2 separate regions of the Mus musculus genome follow, and region 1 is linked to region 2. Evidence: chromatin contacts called from public promoter capture Hi-C data. All regions are on one chromosome and are shown on one strand. Each heading gives the region's core, a stretch centred on a gene start, on an enhancer-like site or on the middle of the called end of the contact. The rest is flanking DNA. Distances are from core to core; before and after follow the strand shown. Region 1 has its middle 9.3 kb from the start of Pecam1. Region 2 overlaps Tex2 (testis expressed gene 2).

The links. Promoter capture Hi-C pulls out the DNA fragments that hold promoters and counts their contacts.
Region 1: a contact with region 2 is called in a promoter capture Hi-C map of embryonic stem cells. The contact joins two enhancer-like sites. A contact is called at or near these places in 4 of 39 promoter capture datasets (the HPC-7 cell line, cranial neural crest, embryonic stem cells and 1 more), 1 of 484 Hi-C or Micro-C datasets (nephron progenitors), 2 of 115 datasets of contacts at active chromatin or transcription factors (embryonic stem cells and pancreatic cancer cells) and 2 of 9 other capture datasets (liver and pancreatic islet).

The regions. Positions count from the first base shown.
Region 1 is chr11:106,721,342-106,727,789 of GRCm38.p6, reverse strand. It overlaps the pseudogene Gm51950. Among named protein-coding and RNA genes, the nearest start is that of Pecam1, 9.3 kb to the right of the region's middle. Within about 2 kb of position 4,714, at least 130 of the 459 cell types and tissues checked have an H3K27ac peak or open chromatin away from gene starts, as enhancers often do. A contact at or near this core is called in embryonic stem cells and pancreatic cancer cells, where this site is marked.
Region 2 is chr11:106,570,927-106,577,795 of GRCm38.p6, reverse strand. The region is part of intron 1 of Tex2 (testis expressed gene 2); the gene reads left to right. Among named protein-coding and RNA genes, the nearest start is that of Tex2, 39 kb to the left of the region's middle. Within about 2 kb of position 4,150, at least 108 of the 459 cell types and tissues checked have an H3K27ac peak or open chromatin away from gene starts, as enhancers often do. A contact at or near this core is called in embryonic stem cells and pancreatic cancer cells, where this site is marked.

The DNA.
Region 1 (6,448 bases), core at 3,465-5,964, 150 kb before region 2:
GGGGCGGCAGCAGATGCTTGGAGTTACTCTGGGCTCTTCATTCCCTCCTCTGAGCGGTAACTGAAGCAAACCCTTGACCCACTCTGATCATCCTCTGAGACAAGCACCAAGGGAGAATACTGAGACCTGAGCACCATGAGCTTAATGCTAGAGAGTCTACCTTGGATAAGGTGAATCAAAGTATTAACATCAGAAAAAGTACCCGTACCGGTCCAGCTATGGCCGATATCAACATAGTTAACCTGGGGGCAGGGGACCAACTGAAAAGTCTATGAAACCAAAGTATGATTGCTGCCTTTCTTGTCTCTCAGTGAGGCTTGTTTTTAGCTCTTGTAGAGCATATTTTGATAACACCCAAATGGTTGATATAGAAACAGCATGATTCACCAAGGCCGAACATAGGCCTCCCGCCCCCATCTTTTAGGAGCAGTAAGTTTGATCCTTTTCTGGTTTGGAGTCTACCTGTTGTTTGAGATATGAGGTTGCCGCCTGAAGGCAGAGAGGTGATGGTAATTGGTTTGGCTGGTGATTAAAGCTCCCAGGGCAGTAGAGCCAGCTGTGCCCCGTCCCACCAGCACGGGGGGGGGGGGGGGGGGGGGGCAAGGATAGGAGCTGCTCTTGTATGTCGGAGCCTCAAGGGGGTGCCACTCAATATTCTGTCCCCTTGGGGCCTTCATAATAGCAAACCTGTGGGATAGATAATCTGTACTAAAATACAAAGTTCGGGCTATTATTACTGATGAAGAGACCAGGAGATAGACACTGGTATGGTCCAGTGGTGCAGGCAAACCAAGATCCCCGAGGGGCAGCTAACTGGTGGGAGTTGCTTAAGCTGTGGGAGTTGCAGGATTCCTGGACTAATATACATCAGGGCTTCTACCTGTCAATGACTAAGGGGTCTTATTTAAGGGGTGGTTATGGGAGTGAAAGTGAGTGGCATTCCCCTGGATGTCCCCCAGAATAAGGGGGTCTCCCAGGGACAGGTTGTCCCATCAGTCAGGGACACTGACTTTGAAAGTTTTGCCTTTTGAAAGGATGGGTTATCCAGGAGGCCTAACCCTATGTAAAAAGGCAGTTTAGGGTTCAGACACAGCCAGCAATCAGCCCCGAGGTTAGCACTGGTAGAATTAAGGAGAGAATAGGTAGCCGGTGCCATGTGAAGGAGATGAGTTAGATCTAATGTGTTGGCTTGGCTTGGAGAAGCAGCACTGCTTGTCATTGGAACCAGTTGCATGTAAGGGACAGGAGCTTTGACCTGGGAGCAATGTCATCCCATGGTCAACACCCTTCTCTATAATCTGCATGCCCATGTTATTCCTGCATCCCAGACACCATAAGTCCGTGGCTGCTTCCATGCTTTAACCAGGATTATAATAGGGTTACAAGTCTGGGGCTGAGTGCAGGAATTATTAACAGAGGTTGAAATTGTTAGGTGGTGGTGGTGGTGGGGTCTCGGTTAACCCCCCAAGCAGAGTCCTAAGTTTCACATCCCTAGGATGGGCACCAATACTGGTTTTGTTAAATGTTCCTTTTTTTGGTTTTTTTTTTTTTTTGGTTTGTTTGTTAAATGTTCCTTTTTTGTTTGTTTGTTAAATGTTCCTTTTTTGTTTTTTGTTTTGTTTGTTTGTTTGTTAAATGTTCTTTTTTTGTTTTTTGTTTGTTAAATTTTCCCTTTTTGTTTGTTTGTTAAATGTTCCTTTTTTTGTTTGTTTGTTAAATGTTCCTTTGTTTGTTTGTTAAATGTTCCTTTTTTGTTTGTTTGTTTGTTTGTTAGTTAAATGTTCCCTTTTTTTGTTTGTTTGTTAAATGTTCCTTTTTTGTTTGTTTGTTAAATGTTCCTTGTTTGTTTGTTTGTTTGTTTGTTAAATGTTCCCTTTTTTTTGGTTTGTTTGTTAAATGTTCCTTTTTTGTTTGTTTGTTTGTTAAATGTTCCTTTTTTGTTTGTTTGTTTGTTAAATGTTCCTTTTTTGTTTGTTTGTTTGTTAAATGTTCCTTTTTTGTTTTGTTTTGGTTTTTTGTTTGTTTGTTTGTTAAATGTTAAATGGTTTTAAAGGTCTGATCCTCCTGACTCCACAAGAGCTGAGATTGCACGGGTGAACCGCCACGCCAGTTTGCAGGATGTTTTGGATGGAACGCAGGACGCTGTGCATGCTAGGGGTTTCGAGTTTTTTGTTTTGTTTGTTAAATGTTCCTTTTTTTGTTTGTTTTTTGTTAAATGTTCCTTTTTTTGTTTTGTTTTGGTTTTTTTTGTTTGTTTGTTAAATGTTCCTTTTTTTGTTTGTTTGTTAAATGTTCCTTTTTTGTTTGTTTGTTTGTTTGTTTGCCAATACTGGTTTTGGTCACTGCAGTTGGTACTAGTGGCTGAGGGACAAGCATAATAATTTTTCCCTTGAAACCTCTGTGAAAAACATTTAGCTGTTGAGGGGGCTTCACGCTCAGGAGAGCTCCTCCTCATGATTTCGGGTGCTCTACACAGTCAGAGAAACTTCTCTAGTAACGAACTATAGAAATGATCCCTGAAAGTATAGTCTTGGAGCTTTACATTCTTCTTTAAAAGGTTCACCTTAGGCTGTGCGGTGGTGGCGCACGCCTTTGATCCCAGCACTTGGGAGGCAGAGGCAGGCAGATTTCTGAGTTTGAGGCCAGCCTGGTCTACAGAGTGAGTTCTAGGATAGCCAGGGCTACACAGAGAAACCCTGTCTTGAAAAAAAAAAAGTTCACTTTAGCTAGGAGTAGCCGTGATGACGTCACAGTTGGCCATAAGAGACACGGTCGGTCTTTAAAACCGGAGGGGCCTTAGGGTATGTTTGGACTACCTCAGATAATAAGGCGCCCTGTCCAATAGTCCAAAAGTCTCCAAATAAAGGTGCTAGCAGGAATTAGGGGGCTCTCAGACACCCCAGGAATTAGATAAAAGTAAGCCAGAAAAGTTATTTTGGCCTGTAAGCCCTTAATCTTATCTTTAGCAGGTCTTTTATGGAGTTAACAAGGCCAGGTGGTTTTACTGTAACTGAAGCTTCGCTGTAAAATGTGCGCTGCAGAGGAAGTTACTCTGAGAGCAGTCAGGCAAACCAGGGGCTTCAGGCTCTGAGTTCGGATCCTCAGAACTTAGATAAAAGCTGGTGTGGGGTCTTTTTAAGGTCAGATCTGTTGCTCTGTATTGTAATGCTAAATTCTGTACCCAGAGGTCTAGACCCACAAGTGAATTCTCTCAAGGTTACAAGCTTTTGTTGTGCAAACCTTATTCCTTGATTTAAAACTACTGGTTAAATAAAATTGATTGCAGCCAATTACTGGAGGGATTAGAGGTAGGTGGGTTTTTTGAGTGACCTGGTTGTGGGGTGGAGGAGCAAGGGGAAGAGGAGAAACCTTGAGGTGGGAGAGGAGAAGGCACCTTGAGAGGAGAGGTACGGTGAGCGGTGAGCACGTGGCCGGGAGAAACAGCAGGTATTTGGGGAGCGCCGCTAGGGAGGTAGCCAGACCAGCAGATAGAAAAGTAGACCCTTCAGTAACTGTCAAGGCCAAATAAAAGAACCATAGCCTGAGTCTCATTTGTAAGCTAGTCAGGGATAAACATAAATTGGTTGTACCGCAGTGTCACCTGTTTGTAACCCCGGGAGCTTGTGAAGCAGAGACAGGCAAATCCCAGGGGGTTCACTAGCCAGACAAGGTAGCCAAAATGGCAAGCTTAGGGTTCAGTGAGAGATCCTGTCTCAGAACATAAGGGTGGAGAAAGTCATCCCGAAGTCAAGCTCTGGTCTCCACAAGTGCCTGTGCCGATGAGTCTTCCTGTGTGCAAACACTACATGCAGTGCACAGACACACACACTAGGCAGTATACTCTCCTGAGGAACCCTATTCTGGAGAAGTGTGTGGAAAACGAAGCCATGCCACAGCTGAACTATGTTTCAGAAGCATTCTGACGAAGGAAGGAGCTGGCGATGTTGCTCAGTTAATCCTATCATGAAAGATGCTCCACGCATGCGCGAAACCCCTAGCATGCACAGCGTCCTGCGTTCCATCCAAAACATCCTGCAAACTGGCGTGGCGGTTCACCCGTGCAATCTCAGCTCTTGTGGAGTCAGGAGGAACAGACCTTTAAAATCATCGTCCTCTCCATAGTGAGTTTGAGGCCAGCCTGGTTTACGAAAGGCACTGTCTTTAGATACCTAGGGGAACAAAAGAATTGTGTTTGTTTAAGTTTAGCCTGGGACAAGTCTCTGGTAGAGTGTCACTGAGGTCTCTTTATGCTTCTGTTGAGTAGTTTATTAATGAGGGTTCTGATGGTTCAGAGATTAGATTTGAGGATGACTTAAAGCCAGAAGGGAGAAAACAGAGATAGAATCAATTGTCAAAGAAATTCATTAGGAGCCAGGCACCACCACACTGGAAGTGCAGGCGGGAGGACCAGAAGATGCTCTGTAGTAGTCAGGACTAAGGAGAACCTGTGGAGATAAATACAGCAGCAACTGACTAAACAGGCAAAGAGCTGCCAAGGCAATGTCCTTAAGCAGATGCCATTGTCTTATCTAGTACAGAGGTGAAGGTGGAGAGAAAGAGACAGAGAGAACACGTGAGTGAGAGAAGGAACCTCCCTACTTTGGGCCTCCCCTCCCCCACACCCCACACCCCCCACCCCCCACCCCGCCCAGCAGGATCTCAGTCTGTAAGCTATGACTCAGCATGGAAAGATCTACCGATGAACCGACCTCCCACAAAGCTCTGGAGGACAGGGCAGTCTCTTTCCCGGGGCCCAGCCCAGAGCCACTCCATGTCCCATGGCTTCCTCCCTACACCTCTGGCTCCAGGCCTGTCCTGGAGAAACACCCTGGCCCCTCGAAGTCTCCAGCCTCACCCAGTGCTGTCTGACTTGAGAGAGAAATGCTATTGGGAAACAGATGACTTCAGCCCTGGGAAGGTCTGGTATTTCTGTGTAAAGGTATTCCGGAGTCAGGCTTCACCCCCAAGAGGTCCTGAGGACGGCTGATGTCAACCCAGGAAGTTCAGTTATTGTTGACTTTCAAATTAGTTGGCTTTTATAAGACAGGAGCTAGGAGCCATCTGTAATCACCCGCTGGCCCTTAATTGCCCATCTATAATGTGAATTGTGGTGCTCTCTGTGGGAGGCTGAGTTGTCCTAAAAATGTGAAGCCCCTATCCCCATCCTATGGGATGCTACCCTATGTGTATCGTGTGTCAGGGTTAGTCCCTTGGGCTACCATATGGAATACCATAGAGTTATTGAAAAGAGAAATGCTGGTGTGAGGGCCCAGAGATTGGTTAAGAATATTTGTTGCGGGGCTGGAGAGATGGCTCAGCTCTTTTTTTTTTTTTTTTTTTTTTCTCGAGACAGGGTTTCTCTGTGTAGCCCTGGCTGTCCTGGAACTCACTCTGTAGACCAGGCTGGCCTTGAACTCAGAAATCTGCCAGCCTCTGCCTCCCAAGTGCTGGGACTAAAGGCTTGCGCCACCATGCCCAGCTGATGGCTCAGCTCTTAAGAGCACCAACTGCTCTTCCTGAGGTCCTGAGTTCAATTCTTAGCAACTACATGGTGGCTCATGGCCATCTGTATTGGGATCTGATGCCCTTTTCTGAAGATAGTGACAGTGTACTCATATACATAAAATAAATAAATAAATCTTAAAAAAAATATTTTCTGCTTTTGCTGGGGACCCAGCCCCCACAGGGTAGCTCACAACTCCCTGGAGTTCTAATCTGGGGAATCCAATGCCTTCTTCTGGCTTCTTTCAGGCACAAGGCACATATGTGATATGCATTCTACACAAATGCAAAACACATATATGTAGTATAAAAATATATAAATCTTTTAAAAAGAAAAGAAGAAATGTTGAATGTGCTGGTGCACTTTTGGAGGTAGGGGTAGAAAAATCAGGAGTTCAAAGATATTTTAGTTACATGACAAGTTCAAGGCCAACTTGAGATAGATGAAACACCCTCCCCCCCCCCCCCCCCCCCCCCGTCTTAAAAACAAACAAACCAACACTCGGGGGCAGATGAATTGGTGCAAAACATTAAAATAAATAAATAAATAAATAAATATTAAAAAATAAAACAAAAAACCCCACTTCTACCTCTTCCCTTATTTTTAAAATTAATTTACTTTTATTTTATGTTTATTGGTGTTTAGCCTGGATGTGTGTCTGTGTGAGGGTATTGGAGAATTACAGACCAGGTGGTGGTGGTGCATGCCTTTAGTCCCAGCACTTGGGAGGCAGAGGCAGGAGGATTTCTGAGTTCAAGGCCAATCTGGTCTACAGAGTGAGTTCTAGGACAGCCAGGGCTACACAGAGAAACACTGTCTCAACAAAACAAAACAAAAAAAGAACTTGAGTTACATACAGTTGTGAGCTGCCATGTGGGTGCTGGAAATTGAGCCCAAGTCCTCTGGAAAAAGCAGCCAGTGCTTTTAAACACTGAGCCATCTCTC
Region 2 (6,869 bases), core at 2,901-5,400:
AGCAGATTTTACTGCCTATATCAATGTTAAGTATGATATAAAGAAGTTTCTCACTGAAAAACAGAGGCTAATATTTCTGATTCTGAACCTTTGCTCTTGGAGAAGGTAAGACAGTAGATACTACTGGAATTCAGAAGAAACAGGCTTCTTAGTAAACTAGTATGATTTGGGTGAGGAAAAAAATCCAAATATATTACAATTTACTGTAGCTAGAACATACAGAGATGTGACTGTCTAAAGCAGTTTATATATATTTTTTAATTTTTTAAAAATTTCTTTATTGTTTTTTGAGACAGGGTTTCTCTGTGTAGCTCTGGCTGTCCTGGAACTCACTCTGTAGACCAGGCTGACCTTGAACTCAGAGATCCACCTGCCTCTGCCTCCCAAGTGCTGGGATTAAAGGCGGGTGCCACCACTGCCCGGCTAAACTTTTTTTTTTTTAATTCAAAGAAAAATGTTTGTTGCATGTTTATCTGTATGAGTATATGCCTCATGGGAGAGGCTAGAAGAGGGGTCCCATCCCCTGGAATTGGAGGCAGAGGAAGTTGGGAGCTCCCAGTGTGGGCCCTGGGAGTGGAATCTGGGATCCTCTGCAAGTGCTTCTAACGCCAAGCTGTCACTCAGTCCCTAAGTGCACAGAAATCTGAAAGCAAAATGCATATCACCGTCAACATTCTCTGTGCTCTTTAAGACTGATGCTTTGTGAAGACGGGAGGAGGAAAGTTTCTCAGGAAGCTATAAAACCCAGAAGCTGGAGAGCGGAGGTGAAGCGTCCTGGGTACCTTAAAATAGAAATCTCGGAACAGCCATTTCACAGAAGAGGATAACTAGGTGGTGGTGGGGACAATGGCGGCTGAAGTGTAACGTGACAACAGAAGCATCGAGATCTTCCTCTAGCTACTGGACTGGACAAAAGAGCATGTTTGTGCTTGACAAGGGTGCAGGGAGGCTGTGCTGTAGAATGACAGTGTTAGCAGCGATACAAATCGGTAAATAATTAGTAGACGGTTTCAACATCTCCAAATGAGCTTCCTGGTGGCACTGCCTGTGGTGTCAATGCTTGTGGAGTGACTTGAGGATTCGGAGTTTAAGGCCAGTCTTGCTGTACAGCAAGTTGGAGGCCAGTCCAGGCTGCATGAGACCCTGTCTCAAAAACCAGCAGCAGCAGCACATTCAACTATGAGTCCATTTGACACCACTTCTGCTACAGATGCACACTTCTGCCACACTGGCTCTCATACACAGACCTGTGTAGGTGTTTAAAGGCCAGGCAGACCTTTTGGTGGTGTGCCTGCCCTAAAGGCCCTGGGTTCAATCCTTAGCATCACACAGAAGAGCAAAACAAGGGAAGAATTTTCATGGGCCTGGTCCAGAGCAAGGGTCTTAGGTATTATCTGCTCTTGGGCTAAGGAGGTGGCTCAGTGGGTGCCAGCACTTGCGATGCAAGAATGAGGGCCTCAGTTCAAGTCCCCATCACCCATGTGAAAGGACAGCCCAGTATGAGTGCATGCCTGTAACCCTGGCATCAGGTGGGTCCTGAGACCAGTCAACCTGGCCAAAAGGGAGAACTTCCCCTTCAGCGAGAGACCCTGTCTTACGGCAGCCAAGGTAAAAGGTGACAGCCCCCTTACATGCCCGCTCCCACTCACTTCCCTCCCCCCAACACACACACACACACACACACACACACACACACACACACACACACACCACCGACCTGCCTACCTCCCTTGGTGAGCATTTCCTCCGGATGGAAGGTCTGTCCCGTGGGCTGCTGACGGTCTGGGAAACTGAGTATCTTCTAAGTTTGACCCTAATGACCTAATGACCTAATGTCTTCAGAAAGAGCAGGGAGCTCCACTGCTTTGTCAGCGTGCATTTTCCTAAGAGCTGAAGTAACGGTTTGTGTCTAAAATGGGATTTCCTTTTAACTTCTTGGAATTTTTTTTTTTTTAGGATTCATTTTTAAATATGTGTATGAGTAATGTGGGTTTGTGGACTTCAGTGAAAGTGTCCCCAGAGTTCAGAAAAGGGTGTTGGATCCCCTGGAGCTGGAATTATACATAGCTGTGAGTCACCTAATATGGGAGCTGGGAACTGAATCCAGGTTCTCTGTACGAGCATCCACTGAGCCATCTCTCTAGGCCCCACTACTTGGAGTTCGAAGTGACTTTTTTTTTAACCTTTAAAATCTGAAAGATGGTCATTGTTTCCAGGAGGGACAATGGGATTTGGCTAGGCCTTCACATTTGTGTGGCCCTTTGCTGTAGGCGGAGCCATCGCCCAACCCCAGCCGGGCAAGCCTTTATAAATAAGCCTCTACAGGTCTTGTGTGGTAGGTAGTGCTGGAGGTGGTGCCTGGCGTTGATGCTTGCTTTGAACACCCCTTCCTCTGGGCTGTGGCACTTTAGCCCAGCAGTGGTGGGAGGCGTGGGCCCGCTGGTTTACTCGTGGTATAAGCCCTCTAGGTGGGAGGTGGTGGCGGTGGCAGTGGCAGTGGCAGTGCAGGTGTGATATAAGGAGGTGGTAGCTGTGAGTCTAGGAACCTGATAAGCAATGGAAAGAGTCCTGGCTTCTAATAGTCAGGGTCTGAGGGCCTTGGAAGAAGGCTAACGCAGGCTAATGGAGGAGCCAGGCCTGTCTTGAGACGGAACATAGACTGGCTAATTTTTCCTACCGTGTCAGTTTTGATTTTTGTTGGCAAGGAAGAGTATTACCAAATTAGGAGGGCTGCTGCCAATTATCAGCTGCTTCGCTGATATAAATTTTTTAGGGATGCACTTGAGATTTTGAGGCTAAATCAGGTCTTTCTAGATGGTTGATGTGGACCTTATCCACTATTTGAACAATCTCACCCTCCTTTGCCCCTTTCTTATAAAAGCAGCTCACATTTGAAGAAACATCAGTAAAAGGTGAGAAGTCCTCTGCAAGGTGGGCGTGGCGGTGCACGACTTTATCCCCGCTTTTGAGGCCAAGGGGAGGTGGAGGCCAGTCGAGGCTACTAGTGAGATGCTGCCTTGAACAAAGGAAGGAATAGGATGCAGCTTGCTTTTTCCCTCTTCCAAAAGCTTTTGAATTAATACTATTGACTCATAGAGCTAAGCTACCAGGCAGGGTGTGGGTAAATTAACCTTGACAAATTAGGATTGCCCTTGAGAAAGGAAACTTCCAAACCTGACTGTGCCCGGTCCAGAGGCTGATTCACTCTTATGCAGGCATCCCTCCTGCGGTAACCGAGCATTGAAGGAAGGACGGACAGACTGACGGAAGGAAGGAAGGAAGGAAGGAAGGAAGGAAGGAAGGAAGGAAGAATAGACACTACCATCTGTTTGTCTGTCCTAGTAAGAGAGGACCAGGCAGCTGTTACTGGTAACATAGTACCCAGAAGGTTTGTATGGCTTTGGTTATTGGAAGCCAGGGTTGATAAAAATACAACTGGAGGTAGGAAGGGAAGTTATTATCAGATTAGAAAATTGCAAAAACAAAAAGCTAATTTCAGAGCAGTTATTAACTGTCAATAAATGTCACACTGTCTTGAAATAGTTCTTCCTTTCTCATTGTCCAGTCTGACTTACTGTCAACTGGGTTTTCATGGCTTGATTAATGAGGCTAGCCCTTTGGGGGTGTCTAGAAAGGAGATAAGTTTCATTGACGTTTGGTGTTCCACTCTCAGCCCCCTGGACGGCTGTGGAGCTTGTGAGAGGGAAGTGGCTGGCTCCTGTCAGGAGTCTTTGGTGATTTGTTGTTCAAGGTCGAACGACGAGATTGACCTGTTTTCTGTAGGTAGCATAAAGAATGCCACACCCATCCTGGAGCACAAGCCCTCTGAGAAGCTTCTCCTATTTTAAATCTACCTTATTTTTCATTTTTATTTTTTGGAGATAAGGTCTCTATGTAGCTATGGCTGTCCTGGAACTCTCTCTGTGGACCAGACTGGCCTCAAACTCATAAAGATCTGGCTGCCTCTGCCTCCTGAGTTCTGGAGTTAAAAGCATGCAGTACCACACCCAGCTCAGCTTTCTCTCTTACTGAGGGATGAATGTCTTTTCAGGGACAGTGGCTCTAATGGAGAGCACAGCCAGGACCTGGGGAAGGCCATCAGTGGAGCAGGCAGTGTCTGCTTTCCAGGAATGTGGCTGCCACGCCCAGGCTCACAGAGCTTTTGGCTGCGACAGGCTTTTGTTTTCCTACAGATGTTTGGGAGCATAAATGTCTGCACCCCTTACCTTAGCAGCAGCCTCAGTTCTTAGCTAAAGAACAAGTGAAGTTTTGTGCATTGGCTTGCTTGCTTGCCGAGTCTCGTCTCCTTAGGCTGCTGTGGCTGGCCGGCCTCAGCCTCCACAGTGCTGGGGTCACACACAGCCACCTCACCTGGCTTTGTGAGGTTTCCCAGCCCGTGTGCAGCGATGCACATGTGGAGACCAGAGGACAGCTTCTGGAGATTGGTTCTCCCTTTCCACCGTGTGAGCGTCCTTGCTCCCCAAGCCCCCTGCTTGCCCTTGAGAGGAAAATGCTGATCCTGAACAGTGTCCGGGACGTTTTCTCTGCTCATTTCTCCATTTTCCCTGGACTTTTCCTCTTAAACTGTGCCTTCCCTCTGTTTCTTTTTGAGTAGATCTTGTCACCGAGCCAAAGGGCGTGCTAGAGTGCCTGAGTAATGGAGAAGGCTGACACATTTCAGATACTCAGGACAGTAGTGTTTAGAGTCGGCCCCAGCACTGAGTTCCCTCTTTAATAATGCATTTTCATTTCGTAAGGAGGGAGGACAAACACGTAATGGTGGCAGCCTTGCATCCCACCCTGCAAGAAGCTCAAAGGTGTCACATGGCACAATCTTATTTTACAGCTGCTGAGCCTGAGAGGTGACTGGAGTTTACAACGGGCTCCCCCTGACCCTTTGTATGCACTGGTGCATGTGTGTGCGTACACACACACACACACACACACACACACACACACATACACAATGTAAAGAATAGAGATTGCCAGTTTCCTGGGATCAACCCATGTCTTCTCTAGGCTCCGTTTTTAGGGTTTCCTCTTCCTTAGTCTTTTCCCATTTGTTCCTTGGTCAGTTGTAGAAGTGTCAGCTTCTAAGAGGACTTAAATGTCTGTGTAGATTGTGTTCATTGCCAGTGGGATCGTGGGCTTGAGAATGGAGCAGCCTTCTCAAGGGGTCAGACACCACCCCTCCACCTTGCCTCTGAGCCCCTTCCAAGGCTGCACACTGTCTGCAGCACACTGTGATCACATCAGAGTTGCTTAAACATATCACTGGCAGGATATTGTCCCCAAGGGACCCTGGTGACAAGGTTAGTTTTCAAATCTAAAGACGCATGTCACACGTGATGGAGAGGTCAGTGAGAGACTCCAGCCCCGAGGTCTGTTGGTGGCTTGGGCAGGAGATGAGTGGGGACAGCAATCTGCACTGGCATTTCAGCTCCCGAGGCTGAAGGCTGTCTGCGTTTTGGGCCTGAGTGTAATTGAATTTCAGCAGCAGAGGGCACGAGGCTTGGCATTTTTTATGGTGCTAGATTGTGGGCTGGATAAGGAGGCCTTTCATCTCTCAGTGCGTGTGGCCAGTCACATGCTGCTGGGTCAGAACGGAGCTCTTGGCTCCCAAGGAAACATCGTGATGGAGCCCAGGGGAGAGCTGCTGCGGCCGGAACACAGACAGACAGCTGTTCACTGCAGAGGGAAGGGTGTGCAGTTCAGGATGTCGTCAGGAAGGCCACCCCTGACCAGTCCTCTCAGGTCGGTTGTGCTGGGGCAGACTGCACTGTGTTCAGTTGATGGCACTTTCCTGCTGGCCTGTGGAAAGTCAGCCCTGTTGGCCCTGGAGCTACCATAAGGAGTACAAGAAGTGGCTTAGCAGAGACCCGAGTAGGTGTCTGGAACCCAAACCCTGGGCTGGTTCTGGCATACTCAATTTACCCATGATTGGGGCTCCTAGAAGCAGCCGTTGCTTGCCTGGTCCCCCAGTGAGAGGAAGTGAAACCCCTGGGCATGAGCCCCAGGCAGCATAGGCTGCCCTGGCCGACTGGCACTTTGATCCTTCTAAGCCGTGAGCGGAAGTCCAGATCCATCCTGGCAGAGTGAAGAGGCCCACAGGCATCCTTGTGTTTAAAGAAGGGCTGTGGTGCCCCAGCCTCTACTAGCTTGCTTTGCGAGATCAAGAAGTGGAGCCAGGTGTGGCCAGTGTTTGCAGTGGTGTTTGCAGTGGTGTTTACAGTGGTGTTTGCAGTGGTGTTTACAGTGGTGTTTGCAGTGAGCCTCTGAAGCTCCGAGGCTTGGCTAGACTGCCTGCCCTATCTGGTGGCCTGGTGTCTGCTTCTCTGTGGGTCCTGTCTCAGGCCTTCTTGACTGATAGGGACTTAGGGATAGGTTGATCAGAAACCATCAGAAGTCCCTTTCAGTTGGCAGATCATGGGCCCCTGACTCTCTGGAAGTTGGCCCCTGGTGGCCTCTGTACAAAACACAGCCGTTTTCTCAGCAGGTGCCTGCTTTGTCCCTAAGGTCTGACCTGGATGATTCGAGCAGAGGCTCCAGTGATGTTTCACCCATGGCCTTGGACTTCGCCTCAGCTTCGCCTCTTTACTTCTGTCCTGTGTCCTAGGAGACCAGCTTAACTATTCAGCCTCAAAACTGTCCCCAACCTGTGCCCAGAGTCTCCTTCCCTTGCCACAGTGACAGCCAGGCTTTACCCTTGGTGTTGCTACAGCAGCTGACTGAGAATTAGCCAGCACCAAACTTTTTTAAAACCACTGCTACAATTTTCCTTTAAACTTACCCTGTGAGGGGCAGGAGAGATGGCTCAGCAGTTAAGGGCTCGTACAGAGTCTGGGTTCAGTTCTCAGCATCCACCTTGT